3 separate regions of the Pan troglodytes genome follow, and regions 2 and 3 are each linked to region 1. A link is a contact called in public Hi-C and HiChIP or PLAC-seq data. All regions are on one chromosome and are shown on one strand. The core of a region is the stretch at or near the end of the contact, and the rest is flanking DNA. Distances in the headings are between cores, read along the strand shown. Region 1 holds the start of SPC25 (SPC25 component of NDC80 kinetochore complex). Region 2 holds the start of STK39 (serine/threonine kinase 39). Region 3 has its middle 100 kb from the start of STK39.

The links. A called contact is a pair of places that touch in the nucleus more often than the background predicts. HiChIP or PLAC-seq counts read pairs in DNA pulled down with a chosen protein or histone mark.
Region 2: a contact with region 1 is called in an H3K4me3 HiChIP or PLAC-seq map of stem cell-derived excitatory neurons, with 5 times the contacts expected there. The contact joins the promoter of STK39 here to the promoter of SPC25 in region 1. A contact is called at or near these places in 1 of 7 Hi-C or Micro-C datasets (stem cell-derived neural progenitor cells) and 1 of 1 datasets of contacts at active chromatin or transcription factors (stem cell-derived excitatory neurons).
Region 3: a contact with region 1 is called in a Hi-C map of stem cell-derived neural progenitor cells, with 5 times the contacts expected there. The contact joins the enhancer-like site here to the promoter of SPC25 in region 1. A contact is called at or near these places in 4 of 7 Hi-C or Micro-C datasets (induced pluripotent stem cells, a lymphoblastoid cell line and stem cell-derived neural progenitor cells) and 1 of 1 other capture datasets (stem cell-derived neural stem cells).

What each region holds. Positions count from the first base shown.
Region 1 is chr13:70,943,905-70,948,654 of NHGRI_mPanTro3-v2.0_pri, forward strand. It overlaps SPC25 (SPC25 component of NDC80 kinetochore complex), which reads right to left and starts at 2,771. Exons shown (of 8, transcript XM_016949980.4): 1 at 2,683-2,771.
Region 2 is chr13:70,260,367-70,265,116 of NHGRI_mPanTro3-v2.0_pri, forward strand. It overlaps STK39 (serine/threonine kinase 39), which reads right to left and starts at 2,028. Exons shown (of 18, transcript XM_515880.6): 1 at 1,649-2,028. The coding sequence starts at 1,856.
Region 3 is chr13:70,359,542-70,364,291 of NHGRI_mPanTro3-v2.0_pri, forward strand. No RefSeq gene overlaps it. Among named protein-coding and RNA genes, the nearest start is that of STK39, 100 kb to the left of the region's middle. Within about 2 kb of position 2,445, at least 10 of the 24 cell types and tissues checked have an H3K27ac peak or open chromatin away from gene starts, as enhancers often do. A contact at or near this core is called in induced pluripotent stem cells and stem cell-derived neural progenitor cells, where this site is marked.

The sequences.
Region 1 (4,750 bases), core at 1,521-4,020:
TTAATCCCCAAGAACTCTGCCCCTATCTTCCATAAAACCCCAGAGTCCCCATGGGAGTAGATTTCCCTCTTTATTCTAGTTGAAGTCTCCTGGAGGGATCCATATGGTGGTAAATTGTTTTTGCAATTGAAACTCCTTAGGCAGCAAGAGGAATCGTTTTTCACAGCCTTGGAGAAAATGCCTGCCCTTAATAATGATGGAAAAGACTCTTCTGTTTCCAATTTATTTGTCAGAAGTAAGTGGAATTGAGCTCATTAAATACTGTTACTATAACCATATATTCAAAATGTCTACCTATCTACATATTCAGGAGAAAAATGTCAATACCATGAGCTTTTAGGATGAGAAAATCTAGACAAGAAAATCTGACTCAAGAGAAAATCTGACTCAAGAAACTGTCCAATCAAACCTACATTTGGAAAAAAATACAAAATAATTTATTATTGCTGAAACTAGCTATCAGGAAGAATATTAGTTCCTTTCCTTTGACAACCTATTGATTGGACATCTGCCTAAGAAGGTTAAATTGGTGCCTTCTTTGGACATATTTCATTATAAAACAGATGGTGATTAAAAGAATTGTTATAAGATGTCCTTGAAACTAAAAGTCAAATGTTGAAATGCTTTACATTTTTTCAAAAATTTTAAATAAATTCAAGATCAAATTGGTACATACATACAAAAATCTTGGTTTAAGAAAAAGTCAAGTGACTTGGTTCTAAAAATGAGATTCTTTTCTTAAGTATTTTAAAACTGTATATTCCAGCACTCTTCAATTGAACTTTTACAGTGATGGAGATGTTCTCTATCTGTGCTGTCCAATATAGTAGCCACTGGCCACAGATGTTTATTGAGCTCTTGAAATGTAGCTGATGCAACTGAGGAAATGCTTTTTTTTTTTTTTTTTTTTTTTGAGACGGAGTCTCGCTCTGTTGCCCAGGCTGGAGTGCAGTGGCACGATCTCGGTTCACTGCAAGCTCTGCCTCCTGGGTTCATGCCATTCTCCTGCCTCAGCCTCCGGAGTAGCTGGGACTATAGGCGCCCGCCACCACGCCCGGCTAATTTTTTTGTATTTTTAATAGAGACAGGGTTTCTCCGTGTTAGCCAGGATGGTCTCGATCTCCTGACCTCGTGATCCGCCCGCCTCAGCCTCCCAAAGTGCTGGGATTACAGGCGTGAGCCACCAAGCCCTGCCGGAAATGCATTTTTAACCTTCATTTACTTTTAATTTACATTTAAATAGCCATGTGTGTCTAGTGGCTACTGAATTGGACAGCACAAATCAAGTCTCACAGTGCTTTTCCTTGAAAATAAAACCCAAGTATTTTGTATATTGTCACTTTTGCCATGTTCCTGTGAGACAACATGAATCAGCGTTAACGGCTCTAAGAAGTTAACAGATATTGCTGCATTTTCCAAAGGGACCCTCTGCAGACCTGGATTCTCTCTCTGCAGCTCTCTTCTCTCTCATTCTGTCCTGTGAGCAATAGCCGCCTTGGTGTCCCTGGACTCTCAGCTCTGTTGCCTGGAATCAGAGAGTCTGGGTTCACCCTCCCTGCACCATGTTCTGGAAACCCTCTAAGGTCCACAATACTAGCGGGGAGCTTTACCCAGTCCATGACCACATTCTGGATGGCTGGATGGCTTTCTGACGAAGCCTCCCTGCTTCTCTGGGTCTAGCACACATCAACGCCCTACACCTGCACTTCTGTGGCTATTTATAAAGTCTTCCAAAAAGGACCACTCGTGTCCAGTTGCCCCTGAGGATTTTGCCCTCATTGATGGGCTGTCCTAGGCACTTTGGAAATGGCAAACAGCTTCTAGGATGAATTCCTAGATCTCAGTATTGCCAGGAAACTAAAATGGGGGTCTAACTTTTCCCCTCCCCTTACTTCGAATGCTTTCAGATGGTGATTTCACTCTGAAGGTAATGTGGTGCAATTTGCCAATTGTTAAAAGTCTATTTTTTTAAGTTAACAGTAGAAAAGATCTATAAGAAGCAACGACTCCAGAAATTTCTGCCAAATGACAGAAATTCACGAGAAGATTCTAAGACTTAGAAGTGCTTCATTTTCAGCTCTGTAAAGGACCAATGCAGTTTATGTCAAATTTGAGGCAGGTCTGGTGTGGAGTACTAATTACTGTCTGCTATCCTTTGAGGGAGAGCACAGTAATGACTCAGATGAAATCACTTCTCATTTCTTTTGGCAGCATAGAAGTAATTGCTCTAAAGGAGGGGAAAAGCTTCAAAGATTAAGGTTATAAAAGTTAGCATAAAACCGATTGTCTTCTGTTCTGAATTTTTTAATTTCTTAGTTTTTCTTTTTTTCTAATGTTTTGCCATGCGATTTCTGAAGAGAATCTGTCCTCAGTTCAAAAACCATGGTATTTCCCCAAAGAACAATATGTTCTGAAGGAGCTGCCAGGACAGGGGCAGGTAATGAGTGAAGGCAGCAGCTGCGGTCCCGCCGAGCGGGACTCCGGGCGCACGCGGGAAGCGCGGGGAGGAACGTAGGCGCTGGCAGCACAGCAGCCCGTTTCTGGCGCTGGCCAAGTGGAAACTGAAGCGGCTTCCCTGGGAGGATCTGGGTGCGCTGCAGGGGGAGCAGGCCATCTGTGTGCCTGGAAAAGAAACCCAGCACTACCGAAGACAAAGAAGAGCTTCTTTACTCTCGCACTCACCTACCCCTGTGCGTCAACTAAGCCGATCACACTCTAATTCCTGTTCAAAGAGTTGGCTTTTTCCAGGATTCAGGCTTTGTCTGATGAACAGCATGGACCGGATTGTCATCTGTGCTCATACATCCTGCTGCTAATAGAAGATGGGCACTATCTTCCACCCGCCCCGCCCCGCCCCGCCTCCTTGCCTCCAGGCTCAGTAATTCTGCATCAAAAACATTTCTACATAATCATTCCTTTCTTTTTTTTTTTTAAGCAATTGTTCAAATAAAAAAATGGTAGAGCTCTTGCTATATTTCTAGATGAAAACTGCATTGACTTAACAAAAGAAAAATAAATGTTCCTGTCTGAGTTTTGGAGATGTGTGTGTGTGTGTGTGTGTGTGTGTGCGTGTGTGTGTGTACCTTATTCTCTTAGCTTTGGAATGCTGATGCCCTGCTCACCACGGCCAAGCAAGAGGTTGCGCCACAGGTCCACATGTGGATCCCAGAGGAAGTCAGAATGCAGGTAGGCAGGTGCCAGGAAATTCAAAGGCAGATCGATGTACAAAGGCCTTCGTGGAGTTTAGCAACCAGCATCCTGGACTGGCGTCATCAGAACTACATTCTAGCCTGGCCCTGCATCCAACCACTAAAACTCCAGAAGGCCATTTAGTGTTGGTGGCCTCAGTTTACCCAGTTCTCAACTGAGGAGTTTAGTATGGGGTTAAAATGGAAGGTTCATTCACGGTGTGATATTCTGCAACTCTGAGGGTCTCATTCAGTCCAACATATTGTGCTTTGGCTCTCCAACCAGCTCCTCTATTTTGTTTGCTCTTTGTGAAGCACTATCTTCACAGAAGGCTTTCAGATGTATTGTTAATTTTTTTGTGAAGTGGAGCAAGAAGGTGATAAGACCCTGGCTAATGTGTTTTGATACTGTTTTAATTTTAGTTTCATGCAATGAACAAGGCTATACATCTTACAAAGCACTCTGTTTTGAAATGTGCTACTTTATTAAACAATTTTGGACCAGTCTTTAAAACATTTGATTCTAATTAGAATCTGAATTTTATAGCAATAAAAAAGTACATGGAGAGATAATTTAACTGATGTTATGGGGCAAAATTATTAACATGAGAATAGCCATAGACTTCCTGCTACGCTATCTTGCAACAGAGATCCTATAATTAAATTCCAACTCCAGTTCCCCTTTCTCAACATCCTAAAGAAGAAATTCTTGCTGGAAGAGATACTAAGCAAATCACATAATAATAGGCTGAATGAGAAGAAAGGAAGGAGAGGGAAACTTGGCTTTGTGGGAGAGGTTGGAGAGCTTACATGACTGAGCTGAGTGAGGACAGTGACTAGAGTTTTGACACAGCATTTTAGTAAGTTTATTGTGGAGTAATTATGGATTTCTCAAAGATATAAAGATAAAATTTACTTTTTAATTTTTTATGGCTGTTGAAATATGCTTCCTGAATGAAACACAACTCTGACACCAAGTTACATGACGCCAGGCTTTTTGAGGATGAACAAAATTAGAAATCCAGATCCAAAAAGCTTCTAAAATCTCCACGGACTTAACTAGGGCCCTTTCTGTCCATGCTTGTCTTTTAACTCACCCACCCACCAGACCAGAATGTATTAAATGCCTTCAGCTGCTGGAGATGCAAGGTTGAGTTCAATATAGGCTCTTCCCTGGGGGAGGCCTCCATTGATTCTGGGCTCACTTGCAACAGATCTGGGTGGACTCCAGGGATACCTCTGGCTTGTGGACTTGAAGAATTGGTTTGTGACTATTTCCAGCTATAAATTAACTGGGAACTTTACTCCCCATTTCTTCTAACCCATCCTTTTTCAAATTCATCCTTTCTTGAACCACTTTTTTCCCCCACCTCTGGCATATCCTGTCAAAGGGATCTAGATTGTTCCCAGTCTAACATCAATTTTATCACGTGAAAGGATGAGAAAGCATATTCAAAAAACACTAAGTGCCTAAGTAAAAGCTTCTTTCATTTAAAGCAGGGCATGTGCAATGTTCCAGGAAAGAAAGAGCTGCCAGGACACCCATCCAGTGATATCGTCTT
Region 2 (4,750 bases), core at 778-3,277, 680 kb before region 1:
GCACTCACAGGAGGGAAGAGCCTCTGCAAGGCAGCAAAGAATGGAAGACCAGATGTGCGGAAGACAGCGGTGTATTCAGGAAGCAATCACTGAAGAGTAGACAATGGGAGGAGGCAGGCAGGTTGAGGGTACAGGGCCTATATGCCAGGTTAAAGAGGTTTCCATGGAATATTCCAGGCTTTGAGAAGCCCCTGAAGCTATTTCAGGCAGTGACATGAAGACTCATCCCTTTAGAGTCTTTGGTCAAAAATTATGAAAGATCTGGGTTTTCAAAGAATTTTGTCTACAGATGCCTATTATAGGTTATCTGAAGCTTGTATATATCCTAGGTTACTGACCTGCCCAACATTTTCTCACATATTTTTATGTATATATTGATATATATATTTCCGTCTATGCTGTTTTATTCCACAATAGCAGGTGATAAAGGCTCATTTAAACACCTAGTGAAATTTTTATATCTGTTTTAATTTTTTTAAAAGGAGGTGAAAATTTTTTTGAAGTGAAAGTTAGAAAAAATACTTAAGATAAATATTCTGAACTCCTTTTTCATCGCTGTACTTATATACCAAGATTCTGGGAAGGCAACATCCCATCCCTGCGTCAGTAAGGTTAGACGCTGAGGGCCCACTTAACCTGGAGGCTTCCCTAAGTGACAAGACCCTCAAACTGGATGATCCAATAGGGAAGGTTCTAAGTGAAGGGACAAAACAAATCTCCTGGCCCTTCATGTGCCAAGGAAAAGTAACGCCGAGCCCTGCGACTCTGCCAGGTATTTAAAAATGTAAGATAAGGTGATATTTGTGAGCCGGCCAGAAGGCAACGAAAGGCAGAGAGCAGATCACCGGCAGCCTCGGATTTCACTCTTGCAGCTCGGCCTGAAACAGAGGGAAGCATCGGCCCGGTGCAGGGCAGGAGGCCAGGGCACCCGCTTTCCCCGGGGGGCCGGACTGGGCGGCAGGCGGCGCACCCTGGCACGGAGGGAGGCGGGTACCCGGGCGCGCCGAGTGGCGCGGAGAGCCGGGCTGCAAGGCGGGCGTGGAGTGGCGGCTGTCAGGAAGAGAGGCCAGCATCCTCCCCGGCCTCAGGAAAGCACCGGGGCCTCCGCGGCTTCTACGTGGCCCCGTTACCCACGACGAGAGGGTCACGACGGGAGGCAGAGGAGCGGCTGCGCCCGCAGAGTCCCCCAGGACGCGGCCCCCGGGGCACTGGAAACCCAGGGCGGCGCCCCCGCAACCACACCCCACCTGCGGCTGCCTGTCCGCGTGGCCACCGGCCACGGGCTGCGGTCCCGGCACGCGGGGGGAGGAAGATGCGGCGGCGGCGCCGGGTCCTCCGCTCCACCGCCCCGGCGATCCCGGAGATAAAAGTTTGCAGCATGCGGCTCGTCTGCAGTGCGAGTCACATCCGCCGCGCCGCCTCCTGCAGCACCAGCGCTCAGAGAACGAACAAATACATTAAAAATTCAAAACAAAACAAAACAAAACAAAACTGTTGAAGCCGGTAGGCCCCGAAGCCGGCCTCTCTGCCTCCAGGGCGTGCATGCAGGCTAGCCCACCATCCCGCGCCCCCTCCCGCCCCCGGCCGCGCCTCCCGCCCGGCCTCGGCGCCCGGCCTGTGCCGGCCCCGCCGCGCCCGCCGCACTGACCGATAACCTCCTGCAGCTCGTACGCGTCCCTGCAGATGGGCCAGCCGACAGCCTGTGCCGCCGGGGCTGGGGCCGGGGCCGGGGCCGCGGGAGCTGCCGGGGCCGGCGCTGCTGTCGCGGCCGCTGGGGCCGCCGCCGCCGCCGCTGTCACCGGGGCCGCCTGCTGGGGAAGCTGGACGTGCACGGGCGAGCCGCTCGGCTCCGCCATGATGCTGCGGAGGAGAGCAGGAGGACGCGCCGGCCGACGGACGACCTTCCACTTGAAACTTCCTTTGCCTCGCCGCCGACACCTCTCGGCCGGCGCACGCCCTCCCCGCCCGCCGCCGCCGCCGCCGCCGCCGCCGCCGTCCCCGCCGAAGCCAGCCAGGAGGGGAGGGAGCAAGGGAGGCCGAGCTGGGCGGAGGGAGGAGGCAGCGCCGGCGGAGGCGGGGAAGGGAGGAGGCGGCGGCCGCTGCGCTCGCCGCGCGCCCAGAGCCTAGCGCGCGCTGTTCTCCGCCTCGGCGAGGGGAACCGCCGCCCCCTCCCGCTCCCGCTCCGCTGGCGGCCGGGGAAGTTCCCACCAAAGGAGTCAGGCCGCTTTGTGTGTGCTTTCGGGGCCACCGGCCCTGGTTCTCCTCCTCCCTCCCTGCTCTCCCTGCGCCTTCGCCCCAGACAATCAGGCTTGCCGGAGGACGCCCCCTGGGGACCCCGAGGGCGGGGTCGTTGAACGGCCGCCAGGTTCTCACATTCAGAATTCTCCTGCCACCAAAGAGAACCTGAAGTTCATTTATAAGTTGACGAGCGGGATACCTACACGGTGTCCCTTTGCAAGACGCCAGTTAGAAAATAACCCAAGTTGTAAGTTTCCGGCGCTTTACCTGCCGGTATCCCTTTCCCACCTTGCCTAATCTAATCGCAGTCCTTCTAGTTTTTCTTAGTAAATGAAACTTGATTCCTTAGGTCTCTGGCTGTTCAGACTTCATTTTTTCCAAGCCGCTTGGATCCCAGGGAGGCGATTTAAGGGGCTGTGGAATTAGAATAAGACATGCAGGAGAGGTTTAGAAAGTTTGCTCAAATTCTACACCCTTAATAATTGCCACATTAGCCCGTGAGGACACTGAGGCCAGACATCAGGCGTTTCTTTAAGAGCGTATACTTGGTGGGGAAATAATTTATTGGGGCATGAATAAACTGTGTTGGAAACTTTTAATTGCTGCTTTTTCAACACCCCAAAAATAACCTCGTCTGTAAAACTGCTATGGTAAAACCATAGGTTTTCCTAATTATAGGTGTCATATTTAACAGTGAATGTTCTCTGTGTTCCTTCCGTGGAGGTGACCAGGATCCACCGTTCTTGTCTCCAACTGAAACGGGGCAGTAAACCAATAGTATTGGTCGTTTGGCCAAGATGGTCTTGTCTGGTTCTCATTGCTAGGACTGCTGAAGAAATAGGTAAGAATAATGAGGATGTAATAAAAACTCTAGGGATATCATGATTTTGTCTCCCGAGTGTATGTACAGAAATCTCACTAAAATTTTTGAAAGATTATTCAGAAGAAGCCCAGAAATTTATTAGGAAAGTTAGTTGTCTAATCAAAACATTGATGTCCACTGAAGATGAGGGCACTTAATCTCTTGGAGCATTACAAAAGTTGGAGTAAAGCAGCTACCTCGCTCTGGTCTTGAAGCAGAAGTTCATGCTGAACTAAGTGTACATTCTTTGATGCGGAGGACTTCAAAAACTGTGTCTTGTCATGTCTGTCAAGAAACAGAGCCCTTCATAAACAAATTCTAGGCCTCTGAGGAACAGGGGAGCTCTTTATACCAAGCCATGGCTGCTGACCTCTTCAAATGCTGCCTCCACCCTACCCCAAAGAACTTTTAAGGACTGTTTTTAAAGGAAAAGAAAAATGATCAAATGAATATGACTTCCATTTTGTCATATGAATTTCTATTTTTGGCTTTCAAACCATGAAGTGGGATTATGAAGACCAGGAATGTTCTTGGGACTTAGTAGGAAAACATGATACTGTCAAGATCAATATCACAGAATTGAATCAAACACAGATCAATTAGTCTCCCACAAAAAACAACTGTTCCCCAGTCACAGACTACATGTCGGTCTCTAGTCAACCGCTTTCCAAATGGCTACCAGGATGAAGACTTGCTTGAGCGGATGACTCAGTGCACATCCATCATTTCTACAGTAAATCGGTTTAAAGAAGAATGTCCCCTGGCATTGCTCTTTGGCATCATTTTTATAAATGAAGAACAGAATATGAATAATATTTTAAAATTATACAAAAGCATTAGAGTTAATGTTTCTGTAAACAATTGGGTAAAATGGTACTTAAAACTTAGAAATATATGTTTTTTTAAAGTATTCAACTGATATGCACTTTTCCCGGAAAATCCATTACTAAATTTAAATTGAAAGATGGGGATGGAGGCGGGTGCCTTTAAAATATAAACAAGGTTTATTTCAATGCATAAAGAGTACATTCAGTGAGCGATGTTAAAAATAGAAAGGAAAAATAAGGGTCTAAATGTTTTTAAAGTGTATCCAACTGCCTCATGATGTGTTCAGGGTTTCTCAATCTCAGCGCTGTTTTGTGTCAGATAGTTCTCTTCGTTGTAGAGGTCTGTTCTCCTGTGGTATGGTCTGAATGTTTCTGTCCCCCCAAAATTCATATGTTGACACTTAATCGGCAGTGTAATAGTATTAAGAGCCTTTAGCAGGAGATTGGGTCATGAGGACAGAGCCCTCCTGAGTTAGATTAGTGCCCTTATAAATGAGGCCGGAAGGAGCTTGATGACTCTTTCCACCTAATGAGGATGCAGCTAGAGGCATTAGCTATGAAGTAGAGGGCAAGCCCTCAGTAAATACCTAATTTGCTGGCACCTTGATCTTGGACTTTCAGCCTCCAGAACTGTAAAAATGAATTTCCGTTGTTTGTCAGCTACCCAGTCTAAGGTATTTTGTCATACCAGCCAGAGCAGACGAAGGCACCCTGGCCTCTATGCACTAGATGCCGGTAGCAACCCTGCTGCTGACATTGTGACTATCAACAATGCCTCCAGACATTGCCAAATGTCCCCTGGAGGGTAAATAATGCTTTAGGT
Region 3 (4,750 bases), core at 1,195-3,694, 580 kb before region 1:
AAATGCACAAATTGGTGGAAGTTCAGACTGAGGTACTGGTTTAGTGGAAGGAGGAAAACAGAATATTTCCAGTCACTGGATTTTTCTAAGTGCTGGCTACTTTAAGTCAAACTACTCAGATGTCTAGGATCTGGCTTTCGTTGACTGTTCTGAGGGGTCTTTGTTAGTTGTACGTCAGTGGAAAAGAGACTGAGATGATGGTATTTGGTTGGGATGCAGCAGTCTCAACAACCCAATCCAGTCCTACCTCAATCATGTGTCACACTCCTAGCCGCAGCTGCCCATGGAACAGAGAGCAAAGCCAGGCCATTGCATGCATTTTATTGCCATGAGGATTTCATCGCCAGCCTCAACACAGATCCCAGCTGAGCTATTCTGGACCATGTTGATGATGCTTTGTGCCAAGGGTAGACATAGACTGAAGGAGGCGTGCACCACGGAAAGTAGGCTGGCAACTTCTTCTAAAACAGCTTCCAATTCTCTGTGCTCCAGCTTTCACCAATCCAGTGTTGAGGAACAGACAGCCTCTCAAGCAGATGCAGCCCTTCCCCCACAACCCACCATCCTCAGGACTCCTCTTTGGAGAAGCAGCAAGGGAAGAGGTAGGGAAAGGAGAGTGGCGAGGAGTAGCTAGAGGCTCACAGCTTCTTAGCTGGGACCTCCGGAGTCCTCCTGGGTGATGGTTGCTAGAGAAGTGAGTGGCAAGGTGGGGGACTTAGTCTCCTGGTTTTTAAATCCCAGGTTCTTCCGAGGAACCCCAGAACAACTTCCTGCTGTCTCTAATTCCTCCTCCCTACAGCTGACTTTGGAATTGCTTGGCTTAGTGTTATTGACATGATAATAATTATAGTCATTTTCATTAATTGCTCCCTATTAGAGCCTAATTGCCATGGAGTACAATAAAATTATGCACATCATTCAATGTGCCATATTAACTTCAGATTTTATTCCATTATAACAGTAGATTTGGTTCACTTTTACATATTACTGCTCACACGACTTAGTTATATACACTTTTTTTTTTTGATAGACAAAAACAAACCTATTTCAAGTAGCCAAATCAGTGTAACCAGCAGGGGAGCCTCACGGGGGACTGGGACTAAGAAAAGGGAAGTTGTCTTTTTTCTGTGCTTCCCCTTTGTTCTTTTCTCTTTCTTCTGGTTATCTTTTTCTGCTTCTCCATGCACGTGGCAGCAGATGCTCTTCCATAGTGGGCTCCTGATGTTTGATGACCTCCATTCAAGTGACAAGCCTAGACTGATGGCTATTTTCATTCTGCTTCCAAATTCCCAGGAGAAAGTGTTCAAGTCACTCAGCTTGGTTGATTATTTCTGATTCAATCAAGTGTGGTCAATAGGATGGCATGACAGTTCAAGAATTTCAGGGGCTCCCAACCTACGGGTGGTTGGGTGTGTGAGGGTGGCGGTAGAGAAGATCTCCAGTTTGCAGGGGTCCCCATGGTTGCGGACCTGTACCAGTCTGTGGCCTGTTAGGAATGGGATCGTACAGCAGTAGGTGAGCGGCTGGTGAGAATGAGCATTACTGCCTGAGCTCTGCCTCCTGTCAGATCAGCAAGTGACATTAGATTCTCATAGGAGCGTGAACCCTATTGTGAACTGTGCATGCGAGGGATCTAGGTTGCACACTCCTTATGAGAATCTAATGCCTGATGATCTGAGGTGGAACAGTTTCATCCTGAAACCACTCCCACCCCGACCCCCTGCCTGGTCTGTGGAAAAATTGTCTTCCACAAAGATGGTCCCTCGTGCCAAAAAAAGTTGGGGACTGCTGCTTTGAGGCTTTCTGTAAGGTGGGGGGTAATAATGCAGAGAACCTGTCTCTTGGGGTGGTGGTGAGTGCTGCAACTGGCATTGTTCACATGGTACTTTGCACAGTGCTGGCACATAGAAATCACTGAATATAATGTTTACCATTATTGCTGTTATTACTATCTCTTTGGGTCCTTAAAACATTTTTTCAGGATTTTTAGGTGGGTATTATTTCAAAATCCATAAAATCCACCTAAAGATTTATATGAGAAGAATCCAAAAATCTCAGGGAAATCATATGAAAAAAATTATTTGTTTTCCTCAAATCTCTGAACGACAGTTTAAACATTTTCACACACTAGATCTAATTTTGGAGAGCTTGCAAACCCGGCCTGTAAGATTTCACTAATCCAGGAGGGGGCAGGCTTCCCAAACACAAATGTCCTCTGCTGCGGAGCCGTGGCTCCAGGAGAAACAAAGGCGTGTCGGTGAGAGCCGTTTCAGAAATCTAGTATTACCTTCAAAAAAATGTAAGAAATCAAAAGCAACTGAACATTTTCATGGCCTAGAAGAATCCCTGGCTGTGTCATCCTGAGGCACCTTGTCACCTGCCAGGCCAGGTCGGCTGTAAGCTTGTGAAGTAAGCAAAAGAAATTTCCCGTGTCCCCACCCACTCCTATCTTTGCTTTTGTTTCTGGTCCTCTGCCCGCTTCCTGCCTGTGCCTTCCTCATTAGTCTTTGTTCCCCTCTCCCATGACAATCTATCTTTGGGAAAAATAACTGTGATTTAAATGTTTATAGAAGTAAGGATCCTAGGAATATTAGGTCGCTTCAAACACTTTCAAGCGCGTGATAGTCACTAACAAGGGAACTAGCCCTACCAGGACTAGTATTAAGAGAGATGGAGGATTAGTGGCTTAAAGCAAGGGCATTGAAGGCAGATAGGGCTGGGTTTAAATCCTGGCTTTGGTGATAACACATTGCCAGCTCTGTGACCACTTCCCAGCTCCTTTACCCTGGGTAAGTTACTAAGCCTCTTTCTCCTCATGTGTAGAAGGAGGGTAGTGTTAGAACCTATCCCAGGATTTCCTCAGGATTAAAAAGGAGTGTGCATGTCTAGTACATAGTATTTGGCACATAAGACATACTCAACTGTAGTTGTTATTGTAATAAAAGTTTTATTATAGTGATATGACGTTAATAAGTTATTACAGTAATATAATTTTTTATTACTTTGGTTTTTTTTTTTTATCATGGTCCTATTTTATACCACACATTAGACAATTTCCGGTGTATTACCTTTAGGTCTGAACTGGAGGAAAAGGATACATTTTAAATGAAACATGACATGTTAGAACACAGAAAAAAATGAGCAGGATGAAGTTTCTGGAAACTCCTATAAAAATTTGTTGAAAGAGTTGTGGTCATTGGAACTGAAAAGTATGAGAATAAGAGCTTAAGAGCATGCATCTTGAAATGCAGGAACGGCTGGAGGGAATCCCGAGGGGCCTGGACAACCCTAATCCTCTAGATCAGGAAGGTTTTGCCCTTGTTTCTGTTAGTTGCCCAAGGGGAATTACTGCCCCCATCTCAGTTTATGTTTATTTCTCAGTTTAGAGGTTTTCAGAACCAATGGAATGACAGACCCATGATTACAAACTCTCAAGGGAAACTTTTCCCCTAGAGCCCAGACCACTGAGATAGAAAATCACCTTTATTGTCTCCCTGAGCCGATGGGTGCATTTCCTGATTCACTCCCTCACTCTGAGTATAGCCCTTCTGAGGACCAGGATTTCTGCAGGGGTTGCAGTTCCAACACCCAGCATTTTGTATCTCCAGGCCTCACATTCTGCCCTGGCCTGAGCATTCTAATCCAAGCCTCTAGGTGGCCAAGCCAGGCAACTCCCACCCTGAGTGGCTCTAGCATACATGCATGTACTCACTGCTCTAATTTTTCCTTCTCACTTCATTTTTGACTCCAGGAACTTTCTTTACTTTCTTCCAGCATTCAGCCATGTCTTAAAGGAGATTTGTTTTACTGGATCCAGAATTTCTGATTATTGTGGAGCTACATGGTTTCTGGACTGTTTAGTTGACCATACACCTAGAGGCAGAAATTAGTTTAAAAATAATTAAACAATTAAATACAAAATTTAATCACATTTAAAGGGAAGTTGGGAGTTCCTGAGGGGTAGATTTAAGCTATTAAAGGAAGCTGCTAAAGAGAGCTGCGGAATGGTGAGGTCCAGTCAGCGTGGGTATTGGGTGGCTCTATGATGCCATCATGGCGACTGTCACATTAAATAATTCTGAAGCTGAAAGAATTTAAGGGAACGTTTGACCTGCCCCACAGTATATGTATTTAAGACTTAATAGGCCATAGGGAAAGTCAGTAAATGTTCAGGAGAGTCTTTTTCTGAAAAAATGTTCCCACCTAAGGGATTAAGGACCTCCTGTAAGGAAGGCTGGGCTCAGGGAACTATCCCACACCCTTAAATCTGTTTCTTTGTGCTTGTGGGGCAAGAATAAGCTAAGAGCACCAGAGTTGTCATTAGGATCAACAGAATATATTGGTTGGAAAAAAGGAATACTCAAAATGCTGCTTCCCCTTCCTTCACATTCTGGTCATTCAGGTAGTCTTTTTAGTTCTGTAATACTTTACAGCGTAAAGAGTTTCTCTCTCATATACATTTTCTTTGTCACAAAAGCCGTGTGAAATAGACAGAGATTATTGTCTCCATAGCAATTTGTTCAAGGACACACAAGAGTAAGTAGACAAGATAGGACTTGACTTCCTGTCTTTAGGTTGGATCATGGGATGCCAATTCTTTTGTATGAATTGCACTCATTCTCAAGTCTCTGACATGCCAGGGAGAACTTTGGTCGTCTCTTTTGGAGGCTGTTGGTCTCTAGTACAGATTCTTTGCTCTTACTTGGTTTGTTTGATTCTAAAGATGTCTTACTTGGCTTCTCTGATTCTA